Regions from separate parts of the Mus musculus genome. Here regions 1 and 2 are each linked to region 3. The links are chromatin contacts, called in public Hi-C maps. All regions are on one chromosome and are shown on one strand. Each heading gives the region's core, a stretch centred on a gene start, on an enhancer-like site or on the middle of the called end of the contact. The rest is flanking DNA. Distances are from core to core; before and after follow the strand shown. Region 1 overlaps Ppil4 (peptidylprolyl isomerase (cyclophilin)-like 4). Region 2 has its middle 39 kb from the start of Gm24726. Region 3 overlaps Ust (uronyl-2-sulfotransferase).

The links. Hi-C and Micro-C count contacts between places; a contact is called where the count stands out from the background.
Region 1: a Hi-C map of bone marrow-derived macrophages shows a contact between it and region 3, with 17 read pairs. The contact joins two enhancer-like sites. A contact is called at or near these places in 6 of 39 promoter capture datasets (the C10 cell line, the HPC-7 cell line, cranial neural crest and 3 more) and 1 of 484 Hi-C or Micro-C datasets (bone marrow-derived macrophages).
Region 2: a contact with region 3 is called in a Hi-C map of bone marrow-derived macrophages, with 21 read pairs. The contact joins two enhancer-like sites. A contact is called at or near these places in 1 of 15 datasets of contacts at CTCF or cohesin (the NIH/3T3 cell line) and 1 of 484 Hi-C or Micro-C datasets (bone marrow-derived macrophages).

The regions. Positions count from the first base shown.
Region 1 is chr10:7,808,685-7,813,619 of GRCm38.p6, forward strand. It overlaps Ppil4 (peptidylprolyl isomerase (cyclophilin)-like 4), which reads left to right. Exons shown (of 13, transcript NM_026141.3): 11 at 1,678-1,774. Among named protein-coding and RNA genes, the nearest start is that of Ppil4, 18 kb to the left of the region's middle. Within about 2 kb of position 1,512, at least 12 of the 459 cell types and tissues checked have an H3K27ac peak or open chromatin away from gene starts, as enhancers often do. A contact at or near this core is called in bone marrow-derived macrophages, where this site is marked.
Region 2 is chr10:7,885,779-7,890,174 of GRCm38.p6, forward strand. No RefSeq gene overlaps it. Among named protein-coding and RNA genes, the nearest start is that of Gm24726, 39 kb to the left of the region's middle. Within about 2 kb of position 2,878, at least 18 of the 459 cell types and tissues checked have an H3K27ac peak or open chromatin away from gene starts, as enhancers often do. A contact at or near this core is called in bone marrow-derived macrophages, where this site is marked.
Region 3 is chr10:8,275,758-8,280,467 of GRCm38.p6, forward strand. All of the region lies in intron 5 of Ust (uronyl-2-sulfotransferase), which reads right to left. Among named protein-coding and RNA genes, the nearest start is that of 4930573G07Rik, 69 kb to the left of the region's middle. Within about 2 kb of position 1,549, at least 7 of the 459 cell types and tissues checked have an H3K27ac peak or open chromatin away from gene starts, as enhancers often do. A contact at or near this core is called in bone marrow-derived macrophages, where this site is marked.

The sequences.
Region 1 (4,935 bases), core at 262-2,761, 470 kb before region 3:
TCCCAGCATGTTTGCACAAAGAATGCATTTGAGGACATTTGGCCTCTCAGCTTCTTAGGATCTCCTTTGCCCATGTTTAGTTGATTTTCCTCCGTGAGGCAGTTGCCCAGTGCCTGTCCGCTGTCTCTATGGAGCTCAATGTTCTTCAATGGCTGTGAGACAGTTTTCCTATGGAGTCTAGCTTGGTCTCAAACTTAATATCCTCCTGAGTGCTGAGACTGTAAGTGTTAACTCCCCACGCTAGTCATGAACTTTGTATCTTGTTAACTGTGTGTGTGCGTGTGTGTATGCTAAGGATTGAGAATAGTGGTCTCCCAGATGCTGAACGCGTCCTGTCATTGAACTGCATTTCTAGCTGAGTTTAAAAAGATCATTTTACAATGCTTTAAAAAGGCTTCACTTAGGGTTGTGCATGGGGAAGGCAGTGGCAGGCATATCTCTGTGAGTTGAAGGCCAGCTTTCTTTATATAGCCACTTCCAGGCTAGTTGGCTATATAGTTAAGACCCTGTCTCAGAAAAACAACAACAAAATAACAACAGAAAAAAGGTTTCCCTTGGTAGTTATTCACATGTAATGCTAAATTTTACCAGAAAAATTAAGATTACTGGTTTTTCTTATTTTAAAGATTCACTCTTATTTTATGTGTCTGAATATTTTATTTCTCTATATGTATGTGTACCATGTGTATGCCTGGTCCCAGCAGAGACCAGAGCATTAGATCCCCTAGAACTGGAGTTACAGATGGTTATGGGTACTTGGAGGCGAACCCAGGTCCTCTGCAAGACCTCGTTCTTAACCATGGAGCCGTCACTACAGCCACACGATTACCTTTTCTGTACCATTTATGGTTTGTTGCCCATGACTTTACTGCACTTTCAAAATAAGAAATAAACAGGGCTGTTTGGTAATAAGTAGTAGGCTGTATTGATTTTTTTTCAATATTTTTTATTAAGGTCTGTAAAAAATCTAGAGAGAGAAATACCTGGTCTGTGAGGGATGTTCTTTCTCCACAGTGTTCATTCACAGCAGCCTTTCCTCGCCAGAGGCCGTGTTGCAGAGGAAACTTGTTCAGTGCACCCTGCAGTCTGAACCAGCGCCTCACCTCAGTGCTCTCACTTATCAATCATTCCTTTCCAACCCACGGCTTAGAGGGAGTTGAACTTTCTCTGTTTCATGAGGAGAGCTTTTTTGTTCACAGTTGGAACAAGGCTTTGTTTCTCTCTGAGTTGGCTTCTCTTGTGGTGGAAGGAGAAACCTGTCCCAGCTTGGCTCGCCAGTCTTACCAGGCCCATACCCTTTCCCAGACCAGCCTCTTGATGTGTTTTTTACGTGTTATAATCACAGTCCTATTGGTGGTGGGTGGTGTCTGCTTTGGAGTAGTGTTAGCTGCTGGCTGATGCAGTAGAGTTCATGGACTTGGTGGCTTTGCTTGAACAGTGTTTTTTTCAGTTGGATGTTGTAATATTCACCCAGGTCACTAGGTGGCAGCATATAACTAAAGAAAACTGGACATGCACTTTGAACCAGAGTAACAGCAGAGACAGGCTTTGGGTTTAAGGCCTTCCTCACCTTCCCTACCTCCCACTGTGTGCTTTCATAAGTAGTCCTTTGTGTTTTATAAAATTGTTAGTGTACCATTATAGGATGCTAATTCTTTTATTTCTTTTAATAAACAGGTGGGAAATATACCAAGAGTGATTTCAAGGAGTATGAAAAGGAACAGGATAAACCAGCCAATTTGGTTCTGAAAGAAAAAGTAAAGCCCAAACAGGAGTATCCTTTATAAGAACCGTATGCTTGGCTGGCCTCCCCTCTGTAGGTCATTTGTGAGGGGGACATTTTGTTGTCACAGCTGGTCAGTGTTTCCCATAGACTTGACTTTTTCAGTATACCATGTATTATGAAGAAAGTTAGAGTTGAAAGAAACCTTAGGCCTAAATATTTTATCTCCCACTCTTACAATAAATACCTTACTTACTTACCCACTGTTCTCAATGATCTTCAAAAGTAAATGTGTTACTTTTATATATACTAATGTTTTAAGTTCCTTTCTATTGAATATCCTTGTGTTATTCATTCTCTCTCTCTCTCTTTTTTAAAGATTTTATTTATTTACTCTATTTACAACGTTCTGCCCACATGTATGCTGGTGTAACAGAAGAGGGCACCAGATCTACTGTAGATGGTTGTGAGCCACCATGTCATTGCTGGGAATTTTACTCAGGACCTCTGGAAGAGTAGCCAGTGCTCTTAACCTCTGAGCCATCTCTCCAGCCCCTGATATTTATTCCCTTTTATTTAATTTCCTTATTTAGATAACAAAATCTTGTAGTTCTCTGTCACACGATTAGATTTTTTTTCTTCTGTATAATACATTGCCATTTAACAACAAGGATTTGCTAAATCTTTTTGCTAAATTTTTGTCTAGGGCTCCTTCCAGTTCAGTACAAGAGTTGACATTTATAGGATCTAAAAGAAATTTATAGACTGGACCATGCAATTCAGGTTCTTCCAAGTTGCGACAAGGAAAAAAGCCATGAAGCATACTGCTCGCCTTACATCATTTCTGTTTGCTCAACTATGACTGATTTCCCATTATAAATCTATCACTCCACACATTGCAAAGGTCATTTCTTTGGTGATCATCTTTGGTAAAAGGTGTCTTTGTTTTCTAGTTTCTGTTGATGAAAAGAGGTTCTCTCTTTTGTGTTACATAGGCATGTCTTCTCCAAGTATTCATCAAGGAGGTTGAGTATCAGGTTGGCCTTTAGATAGTCGTGCTTTATTTAAAGTGTGTTGCCTGTCTGTGCTGCACAAAGTATTGGGATGTGTCTGAAGGGTGCTGACAGCATCACCCTAAGGCTTTCCAGGCAGCCAAGCCAGCATGCTGAGTCTGGACTTTAACAAAGGCCATTAGAAGGCATGTGATTAAAGCTTACAGTCACAAAAGGCATAGATGAGCATGTGCAAATGTTACCTTCATATCGAAGGTAAGTTTGGCCTAACCACTTAGAAAGGACAGGACAAATCAAGGAAGCGAAGGGCATAAAGTCAAGATGCTTACAGAGGCCTTCTGATTTTAAGGAATTCACTATATTAATTTTAAGTTTGTAGCATTAAAGTGTTTTAATGAATGTTGGGCAACTACTCTACTAATTGAGGTATACCCCAGCCCTTGGGACTGTTTTTTTCCTCATCATTCAGAAAACTATGGGTATGTGTATAAAGACAGACATTACATTCTGGGCCTAAAGAACATGGCCATGTTGACTTCAGTCCCAGATTCAACTACAATAGCACTTTTTTTTTTTTTTTTTTTGGTTTTTCGAGACAGGGTTTCTCTGTGTAGCCTTGGCTGTCCTGGAACTCACTCTGTAGACCAGGCTGGCCTCGAACTCAGAAATCCGCCTGCCTCTGCCTCCCAAGTGCTGGGATTAAAGGCGTGCGCCACCACGCCCGGCTACAATAGCACTTTTATGTTAGGCTTCCATACTCCTCATATTCCAGCCCAACCTTCTCAGAGTCCACTGCAGAGACTGGGATTATTGTTACGATAGTTCTGTGCTTTTTCTTCGTTTATTTTTTAATACACGGTCTTAACTACGTGCCTGTCTTAGAACTCACTATATGGACCAGGCTGATCTCAAGCTCGTTAGAGATCTGCTGCCCCTGCCTCTCAAGTGCCGAGATTAAAGGTGTGCACTGCCACCATTAATCTAAAAACTGACTGATTCAATCTGGCTTCTCTCTTTCAGCCTTTCCTGAATTGCTCTGCTTGGCCTCATACTAACTTGGGCAGTGTGTTCTAATCTTACACACACAAATGGTGCCTAGTTGCAGGATATTTGATCACATTGTGAACCCCAAGATTGTGTTATTTACTGAAAAAAAAAATCTTTTTCTAATTGTGGTGTGGCTCAGGGAAAGAGAGAGAAGCCAGATTGAATCAGTTTAGAGAGGAGTTTTGAGGCAGAAAAGCTGAGTTGAATCATCCAGTTTATGCTTTATTTTATTCTAAGGCTTTATATTAGAGAAATTACTTTAATTCTGATTCATCACTTTGTCCTGCAGCTCAGTTAGACAGCTCTTTCAAACAGGAGTGCTTCCTTCTACAAACTAGCTTTGCCTTCATTATTTGGGACTACAGGGTGTACTAAGGGCATGAGAAAAGCCAGATTGTGTTATTTACTGAAAAAAAAAAAAATCTGTTTCTAATTGTGGTGTGGCTCAGCCTTAGCACACACCTTTACTCTGACTGGAATAGTCATTCCCTTAGTACACCTGTAATCCCAAATAATGAAGGCAAAGCTAGTTTGTAGAAGGAAGCACTCCTGTCTGAAAGAGCTGTCTAATTGACAGACGTGACAGAATAGGATCTGTTCAGGAAGAGAGGTAAAGGAAGAGATGAGGCAGTGCAGAAAACAGAAATAGGCAGTTTTACTGGGAGAGTGTTGGAGAGAGAGCAAGCTAGGTGACGACGGAGTGACCCAGAAGACTAGAACACATTGCTTGAGTTAGTATGCGGCCAAGCAGAGCAATTCAGGAGAGGCAGAAAGACAGAAGCCAGATTGAATCAGTCAGTTAAGAGAGGAGTTTTGAGGCAGAAAAGCTGAGTTGAATCAGCCAGCCAGAGATCAGAAAGAAAAAGAAAGGGTGAGATTATTGAACAGTACGTCTCAGAGGTTGAAAACACTCTAGGTCTAGATTATATTGTACTGAGTCTAGAAGCTTCCAGGACTAGGCCTAGGTTAGAGACAGTAAGCCTCAGGAGTGACATTTACATCAGCTGAATAAAATATACTTTTACAGTGCTTTTTATTTTTTTCCTTTCAGTCCTTTATTTTTAATAGAGTTTGTTGAAGTTAAAATTACAGTAATGTGTATGTGGAGTCTCCACCATTTCCCCAGGCAGGGCCTTACTTTGTAGCCCAGAC
Region 2 (4,396 bases), core at 1,628-4,127, 390 kb before region 3:
CGTGGTCCCGTGGCATCATAGGACACTGGGACTGAGTTGACCCAGAACACCTTGGGACTGCCACTTCTCCCACGCAAAGCAAAGACAGAGCAGCGGATAAAGGGTGGGACATAATTTTACCAGACAGGAGAAGAATCAGTGTGAGGGAGAATCAGGAGAGCGTGTTTAGTAAATACCCCATGCAGGAATGAGCCGGGAAGCAGGGAGTGAAGACCGGAACACAGAAAACTGTAGCCGGAACCATGGCGAACTCCTTCCTGTTGTAGCTTCTGGAATGCTCACCGAGTCGCAGCACTGTGCAGGGTGCTGTCTGTGCCTTGTCACTTCATCTCTATTTGTAATGTGATTTGGACACGAAGATATGCCGAGCAATGGACACAAGCACACACGCCTCTGGGCACCTAATCTTGCCAAGAGAGACCACTGGAGAGCAGAGATGTGTGCCATGCGGAGTAAACTGGATATCCACATGGACAAGAGTAAAACCGGGGCAAACTGCAGAGATGGCTCAGTGCTTGGGAGCACTGATGCTCTTCCAAGAGGATCCACATTCCGTTCCCAGCACCCACATAGCAGCCCAGAACTGTCTGTAAGTCAAGTTCCAGAGGCCCCTTCTGGCCTCTGTGGGCACCAGGCACACAAGTAGCTCACAAACATGTAGGCAAAACACCCATATATCATCATCAACAACAACAACAGCAAACAACAACAACAACAAAAGGAGTGTTTGTCCAGAGGACTCAAGTTTGGTTCCCAGCACCCATAGATATGTATGTGTGTGTATATGGTGGATGTTTATGCATATGATGCATGCATATGTGTTTGTATTTATATAAGTATATATGACATGAAGGAAGAAAAGGCGCTATGAGGAGGAGGAGAAAGAGATTTAAGAAAAGGGAGTGGGAGACAAGGGGAAGTCATGAAACCTATGTGTCATGAGAGCAGAAGGGACCAGAAAGATGGGAATGGCTAGGATGGGAAAGGCAGTGAGAAGGGCTAACAAAAATGGAAGTATGATGGCGTGCACACATTGAACGGTCAAAAGGAAGCAGGTGTCGGTATGCCAATACTAAGAAAAGATTAGGGTGGCAGGAAAGATGCGGGTTGGGTGACTTGTCAAAACCCTTTTCCAGTCAAGTATGGCAGCTTGTACCTGTAATAGCAGCATTTGGAAAGCTGAGGCAGGGAGATTACCATGAACTCCAGGCCAGCTCAGACTACACAGTAATTTCAAAGAACCAAAACAAGAAAACGTCACACTAATGGTGGGGTGGGGTGCAGCATGGGGACCCCTGCCCGGGCTTCCCCTCTCAAAGGGTCTTCTCACAGCTTGCTTTAAAAAATACTCTTTAATTGATTCACTTTTATGTGTATGAGTGTTTTGTCTGAGTCTATGTATGTGCACTACACACATACCTGGGGCTCCCACCTGGAAGATGGGGTTGGATCCCTGGAATTGGAGATTGTGAACTACCATGTGGATGCTGGGAACTAAACCCAAGTCCTCTGCAGGAACAGCAAGTGCTCGAAACCACTGAGCCTTCTCTCCAGTCCCATTTCCCTAATTCTTTTGTTGTTGTTTTGAGACAGGGTTTCTCTCTGTAGCTTTGACTCCTAGAACTCACTCTGTAGACCAGTCTGGCCTCAAACTCAGAGGTCTGCCCACCTCCGTCTCCGCCTCTGGAGTGCTGGAATTAAAGATGTGTGCCACCACCATCTGGACTGCCATTCCCCCAACTGGACTCAGGCTGGCACACAGGGGTGCACTAGATATGATCCTTCCATTCAGATTCTCTGCTTTTGGGTGGTGTCTCTAGTGGATGAGGGCCTATTAAAATCTTGAAAAACAGAAGCCTCTCATAGGACATCGGTTTAGACTCAGAGAAACTCTTTATACCAGGCATATTGCCTTCTTTCTTTAGATTACTGGGGCAGAAAGCAGTTACAGATTGGGAGCAGCTTGAAGTTGGAGACCTGGAGCCACCGGTGGGAAACAGGTCTCCTGAGCTGTCCTCGTTTCCGGGCTGTCTCTGCGCTGGCCAGAAGGGTGTTTTGTTTTGTTTTGCTTTGCTTTGTTTTGTTTTGTTTTGTTTTGTTTTGTTTTGTTTTGCCAGGCTTGAATCTAGACTGCTCTAGTTACCATGCATCGTTCTCATTACAGATTTGTGAAGTTGAGCAAGGATGGTCTAACTCAAGCTCACTTGCCTTCGTGTCGCTGTGAGGTGGGAGAGGAAGAACCTCATTCGTGTGCAGCCTAGGGAACAGTTCTGTTTAGATGTTCACATTGTGGCTTCTGGCATGGCCCTGACAGGTAGAGTGTGGACATAGATAACTTCACTCCCCAGCAGGTACAGTGGAGGACTGAGTTCTTTCCAGGGACCTTTGCCTAGAGTCAGCCGGTGCTGTCTTTTGGAGAGGCCCCTCAGTAGGGAAAGCCGCCACTCTGAGGGAAACGCTCCTCCACTTTCGGACCATTACAGAACTAACCTTGTAAGACTATGTTTCTGGAGGCAGGACTGCGGAGAACTTGCTCAAGCTTTTCTCTTTCAAATTTTCCAGCCAAGCAATGTTTTCAACATAAAATGTTCCCTTGTAATTATGCTGTTTTTGGATTTTCCCCTGCTTGACTTCCGTTCTGTTTAGTCAGCAGTTCGGGGGCTCCGGCCACATACCAAGCCACCGCCTGAAGACAGCATGGAGTGTATCAGGGAAGCCAGGACTCAGGGTCTGGAGGAAGAGCGCAGACATCATTTCCTCCCTATCGCTGAGTTTAATGTGGAAGGTGATCATGTTTTTGAGGTGCTGTATTCTCCCCCTTCCCTGTTAGAGGGCACACAGACAGAGTGCAAGAGAGAGAAACGAGAAGTAATGTCAGCTACAGGACTCCCTCCAACTTAAGCAGGAGGAAGGAGGCAGACCACAGGGGAAGAGACAGCCGATATAGGATCTGGGGCAAAGCTTCCAGCCCTCAGGGTACTGGGGTACCCCTGATTTTGAGCCTGCCTATGCCCCTTTCCAGCCTACCTCAACTACAGTAGCAACAGCAGCAACCGTGTCCAGCTAAAACTAGACCCAAAGCGACTAAAACTAAATTCTTGAGCATTTAGCTCTGAGCATCAGGGTCTCTACAGCACAAAAGACAGAAGTCTGAAAAATTCACAACAGGTTTCCGTTTGTTGTTGCTGTTGTTTGTTTGTTTGTTTTGTTTTTCCCCATTAAACACACACACACACTTGGAACTGTACTTGGTCTCTGAATTTGAGTTCTTTTCTGACACAGAGTTTCATGGAATCTAGCATGGCTTCCAACTCCTTAAGTAGCCAAGATGACTTGGAAGTCTTGATCTTCCTGCCTCTCTATCTCCAGTGCAGGGATTAAAGGTGTGTACCACCTCAGCTGCATTAAGATGGCACTTTCAAAGTTGTCACTTCAGAGACAAGGGATCTCACGAAGTGGGTGGCATAAGGTTAGCCCAAGAGGGCTAAGCCCAGGAGGTGACTATGTGTTTAGTTAGTATCACAGCCTCTTACCCCCTAGATATTGAAACTCTGAATAAATCTGCAATGGCAGTTCTTCTTTTTTAAATTGGATATTTTCTTTATTTACATTTCAAATGTTATCCCCTTACCCAGTTTTCCTCCCTCCTGGAAATACCCTATCACATTCTCCCTCCCCCTGCTTCTATGAGGGTGTTCCTCCACCCACCCACTCCCATCTCCCCACCCTCAATTCCCCTATACTGGGGCATCTATCCAGCCTTCATAGGACCAAGGACCTCTCCTCCCATTGATGCCTGACAAGGCCATCCTCTGCTACATTCGCAGCTGGAGCCATGTGTACTCCTTTGTTGATGGCTTAGTCCCTGGGAGCTCTGGGGAGTCTGCTTGGTTGATCTTGTTCTTCCTATGGGGTTGCAAACCCCTTCAACTCCTTCAGTCCTTTCTCTAACTCCTCTATCAGGGATGCCACGCTCAGTACAATGGTTGGCTGCTAACATCTGCCTCTCTATTTGTAAGGCTGTGGCAGAGCCTCTCAGGAGACAGCCATATTAGGCTCCTTTCAGCATGCACTTCTTGGCAACCACATAGTGTATATGGAATGAATCCCCAGGTGGGACAGTTTCTGGGTGGCCTTTCCTTCAGTCTCTGCTCTACACTTTATTTCCATAATTGCTCCTGTGAGTATTTTGTTCTCCTTCTAAGAAGGACCGAAGCACCCACACTTTGGTCTTCCTTCTTATTGAGCTTCATGTGGTCTCTGAATTGTATCCTGGTTGTTTGGAGCTTTTGGGCTAATATCCATTTATCAGTGAGTGCATAACCTGTGTGTTCTTTTGTGATTGGGTTACTGTGGGAAGCCACATGTGCCGTTGCAGAGTGGCACTGACTACTGC
Region 3 (4,710 bases), core at 299-2,798:
CAGGCAGGCATGGTACAAGAGGAGCTGAGAGTTCTACATCTTTATCTAAAGACTGCTAGCAGAATAGTGACTTCCAGGCAGCTAGGATGAGGGTATTAAAGCCCACTTCCACAGTGGCACACCTCCAACAAGGCTATACCTATTCCAAAAAGGCCACACTTCCAAACAGTGCCACTCCCTGGGCCAAGCATATACAAACCACCACATTGGGCTAATGCAGGAAACCTGCTGCTGCTTGCCCTCTGCTGTCTACCAGGTGAGGAGGACACAGTGATGATCTCTTCCAGAGGAACCATTATGGAAGCAAAGAACAGTTCGCCCCAAATGTGCCTATGCCTTGACCTTGGACATCTAGTCTTCAGATCTGATAAAATAAATGGCCGCAAATTATCCACTCTTGAGTTTTTTTTTTTTTTAATTATTAACATGAGTAGACTAGTTGCCACTATAAATAGACTATAGGTAACTAAGATGCCCGAACTAGAACCATTTATGCAAATTATACAAAAGAGAATTTGAGAAGGGTTGTGCTAACAGGATGATATAGTTTTCTGTGACTCAAATACTCATTTAGCCACCTACTCTACAAATGGTCTTTGAACATTTATACCATGTGTCAGATCATATTTTCAGATGCTGAAGAAATTCAAGACAGAGACAGACAGACAGACAGATATGCCCTTTCCAAAGGCAGCAGCACACCCTAAAATTTTCCTAAGTTCTAAACTCTGGGAAGGTAATGTGAGGCTGCACACTAGGCAGTGAAGATGGTGCCTGCCTTCAAAGCTGACAGTCAGGCTGGGGAAGGACCAATAGAATAATCAGAGTCTCCTAGGATGGGAAGAAGCAGGTTAGCATGGCAGTTGAGAACATGGCTTCTGAAATCTGGCTGCCAGTGCTTGGTTTGCCTCCTAGTGTCATTACCAAGTGGATGCTACTCAACTGCAGGTGGGTAACCTATTTGAGCATCAGGCTCGTGTGTGTGTGTGTGTGTGTGTGTGTGTGTGTTAGACAAGCTCACTTGTGGGCTTGTATGGAGACCAGAGGTTGACATGGGAATGTCTTCAGTTGCTCTCCACCTTATTTTTTTGAGACAAGATCTCTCCAGAGCTCACTATTTCAGCAAGGCTGGCTGGCAACCAAGCCTGTGGAATCTGCCTGTCTCTATCTCCAGCATGGGGGTTACAGATGTGTGCAGTCACACTGGCTTTTAACTTGGGCACTAGAGCATCAGGTCCTGCTTATGCTTGTCTAGTAGGCACTTAACCCACTGAGTCATCTTCCCTGTCCCAGGCTTCTCATCTGGGGTAAGATCATAACACTTTTTTCTGGGGCTGCTGAGAAGATCAAATTAGCCACACAGGTGCTCAATACAACCTTCGATGTAGTCTAGACTCAAAACAGGCCAGAGGAGAGAGCCAAGGACCCCGGGATGCTGGGACTGAGAGAGCCTATGCAGAGGCTGGAAAGCACATGGCTAGAGAAAGGGACGAGGCAAAGGCACAAGAATTAAGAGATAAGTAAGGCTCCTCTCAAAGGAGGAAGTGAGAAGTAGGGCCTGATTAGTACTTGCCCAGGCTAGCAGGACAAGTCTAGATTACTACTAAGAGCCTAGTGGCTAGAGAGGCACCAGCCAAACAAGGAGAGGAAAACCAATTGCCAGTTTGAAGGGAAATTAAGGTTTGACTGGGTAGATGAAGAACTTCTTTTAAAAACCGGGATAGTTACAGCTGCGTGTTACATAGGTATTATTCAGAAGTTTTAAATATCATAGGCATTTTGTTATACAAAACCAAGACAAAGCAATTTGAATAAAACTCCAGAAAATCCTTACAGGATACAGGGCATACATGGAGAAGAGGGTTTGAGGTATCTATGGAAGTACAGATGTCATACTGTGACCACAGAGAGTATCATCTAAATAAGAAAAGGATCACTCAGCTTCAACACCTGGAGTTTTAACATAAAGGTAAAAACATGAGCTAATTAATGCTATTAATCATCTAAATTTAACCAGCACAGTGGGGAAATGGCAGGCTGAGGGGTCAGAGGCATGTTACCTCAAAGGAAGTCAAATGAGAGGTTTCAGCCACTTAGGCCAACTTAGCAGTGTCCACTGTAGACCACTCAGGGTTGGGGAGAAGCACGGGCAGTAGAGGTCACTGGACTCTCCAAACTCTCCCTTGGGCTTCTCAAGTCCCAAACTGCGGAGAAATCACACCAACTAGGCGCCAACTTCCCTCTGGGGAATCTCAACTCATCTGCTTCCACATCCCTGGTTAAATGGACTCATGGAGCATGCCTCATGTGCAGGGTCCAACAAGGGGTCCTCGCCTTTCCTGGGGCAGATATGTTTAGGGTTATTTCAGAGACCTTTCCAGCCTTTTGTTGCTGTTCTCAGGAAGAGATCAGACAGGCACAGTGGAACACATACCTGAAATATGAGAACCTGGGAGGCTGAGGCAGGGGGAAAGTGTGAGCCTAGCCTGGGATACACAGCAACCCCCACCCCAAACACAAAGACACAGCAATTAAATCAAAGAATGCTTAATAACGGAAGAGATGTGGGGGCCCCAGCACCAGAAAGAGGCTGAATCTATCCAAGATCACAGAGACAGACAGTTCATATTATCATCTCGATTGTAATTGAAATCAAAGTGAAGGTGGACCAAGGTCAGCCTGCAGTTGTTTTTCATCTTTCCTTTGAATTGTAAAATTGTGAGTGATGAATCTATTCTGCATTTATTATTGTAGTTTATTAAATGTGGTTGGGAGGCACAGACTGCCAGAAAAATCCCACCCATGGGAAGAAGGCAGCAACCCTGGGACCTCAAGGGAGCACAGTAGGGCTCAACTCACTTTGTCCACATAGGCAATAGAGAAGGCAGGCACCCTAGAGCTAGCTGGGGATCATAAAAAGGATAGCTATGTTATAAGCCAGAGAAGTGTGTGTGTTTGTGTGCGTGTGCGTGTGCGTGCGTGTGTGTGTGTGTGTGTGTGTGTGTGTGTGTGTGTGTGTGTGTGTGTGTGTATGTGTGTGCATTCACATTTCAGAGTTTATCACAGAAGGCAGGAGTCTGGGAGCTTCCCTGTAGAGGATTAGATGGCAGAATTCATGGCAACGTGAACCTGGCAAAGTCCTGCTAGGCGAGGAAAGAGGAGATACAGCAACCAGAGGTGAGTTAGTGCTCACGTTCATGTTTCCGAGAAAACACTCTTTAGCTTTCCCCCCTAAGTTTCGTGGCTCCCAGATATTGGGATTTATACCGTTCATAGTTCTAGTGCAATGAAGTCCTTGACAGTCTGGATTCTAAATATTCCACTTTAATAGGAAAAATAAAACTGACAAAGATCAGAAGTTGAGAACTCGGAATATCATTTTCACTTGGATCATCTAAGTTTGGTAAGAAGCCCATTCTTGCCACAATTATATTTGACATTGCTCTACAGAAGTCAATGAAAACAAATAGATTTAACTTAGAATAATTGTTAGAAAATCATTAGCTGAGAATATACTTTTAGCTAGAAATAAAAAAGAATCTCCTAGAAATCTATGGATAAAAAGTAGGAAGGCTGGACTAAAGTATTTAATATTTAATAGAAATGACAACATATAAGATTAAATACCGAGGAGCCAGCTGAGTGAGAAACCTACCAAAGCTTTCATAAGGAAAACTCAAACCCTTCCACAACAACCCACCTGCCCCTCCGCCTTCAAAACCACAAAGTGGGCAGCTTGGTGGTTGCTCTACTCGGCCCTTCATATACACCTTCCTGATTTAAAAAAAAAAAAAGTCACTAAAAAGGGGAAAGCCAAATTGCTATCAAACAATAAAATTACATGTAGAGATGCCAATTGCCCATTTGTTAATCTAGATATTAGCATAAACCCGACAGACAACAGAATTCTCTCGAATATATGTAGAGTTGGGATGCAGAAAGAGTCCATTCAAGGATCCTTAGGATTAATGAGCAAGAGGAGGGTGGTATCTCAGCAGGTGACGAGCACTAGGCAGTTTCCACTGCATATTACACAACTTTATTACTGTACATTACTGTACGCTTATATCCTATATTCTACATTCTAGTGTATATCACCTATATGATATATAACAAGATATATATCATATGATTATATAATGGTTCACATATGTCTACATATACATATGTAACATACAGAATGGTCTACTATATCTAAAGGTACAGAATAAGAGACCATTGTAGAAAAGAAAAAATGATGACTTCAAAATTAAGAATTTACAATAAAGATGAGCATTAAGTATAGAAACATGCTCTTCTGAAAGTGTTATCAGGCTAATTTGTTAGCCATCCAGAGGAAAAAATACTTGTCCGCCTGTTATTACTGACAGCAGTGTAAATTTCACTGTAAATGTGAAAGATTAACATTTTTAATTTGACACGATTTAAAGCATCCTGGTAGGGACCATGAAGAATGTATTCCCTAGTCTCAGAGTCAGGAAAGTCTAAGTGTAACACAAGACCAAAAGGTACAATAAAGAAAACGGCTACAAAACTGGACAACAAAGAAACATAAATTATGCATTAGAATACCACAAAGAGATTGGACACCAGGAAAAACCATTTACAGTTTATGCATTAAATAACAGGCTAAATCCTGTAAGTTGAGAGTTCAAGAAATCATACTATTAGTAAGATAGGGAAAGCTGTGATAAGAAAACAATATTCCAG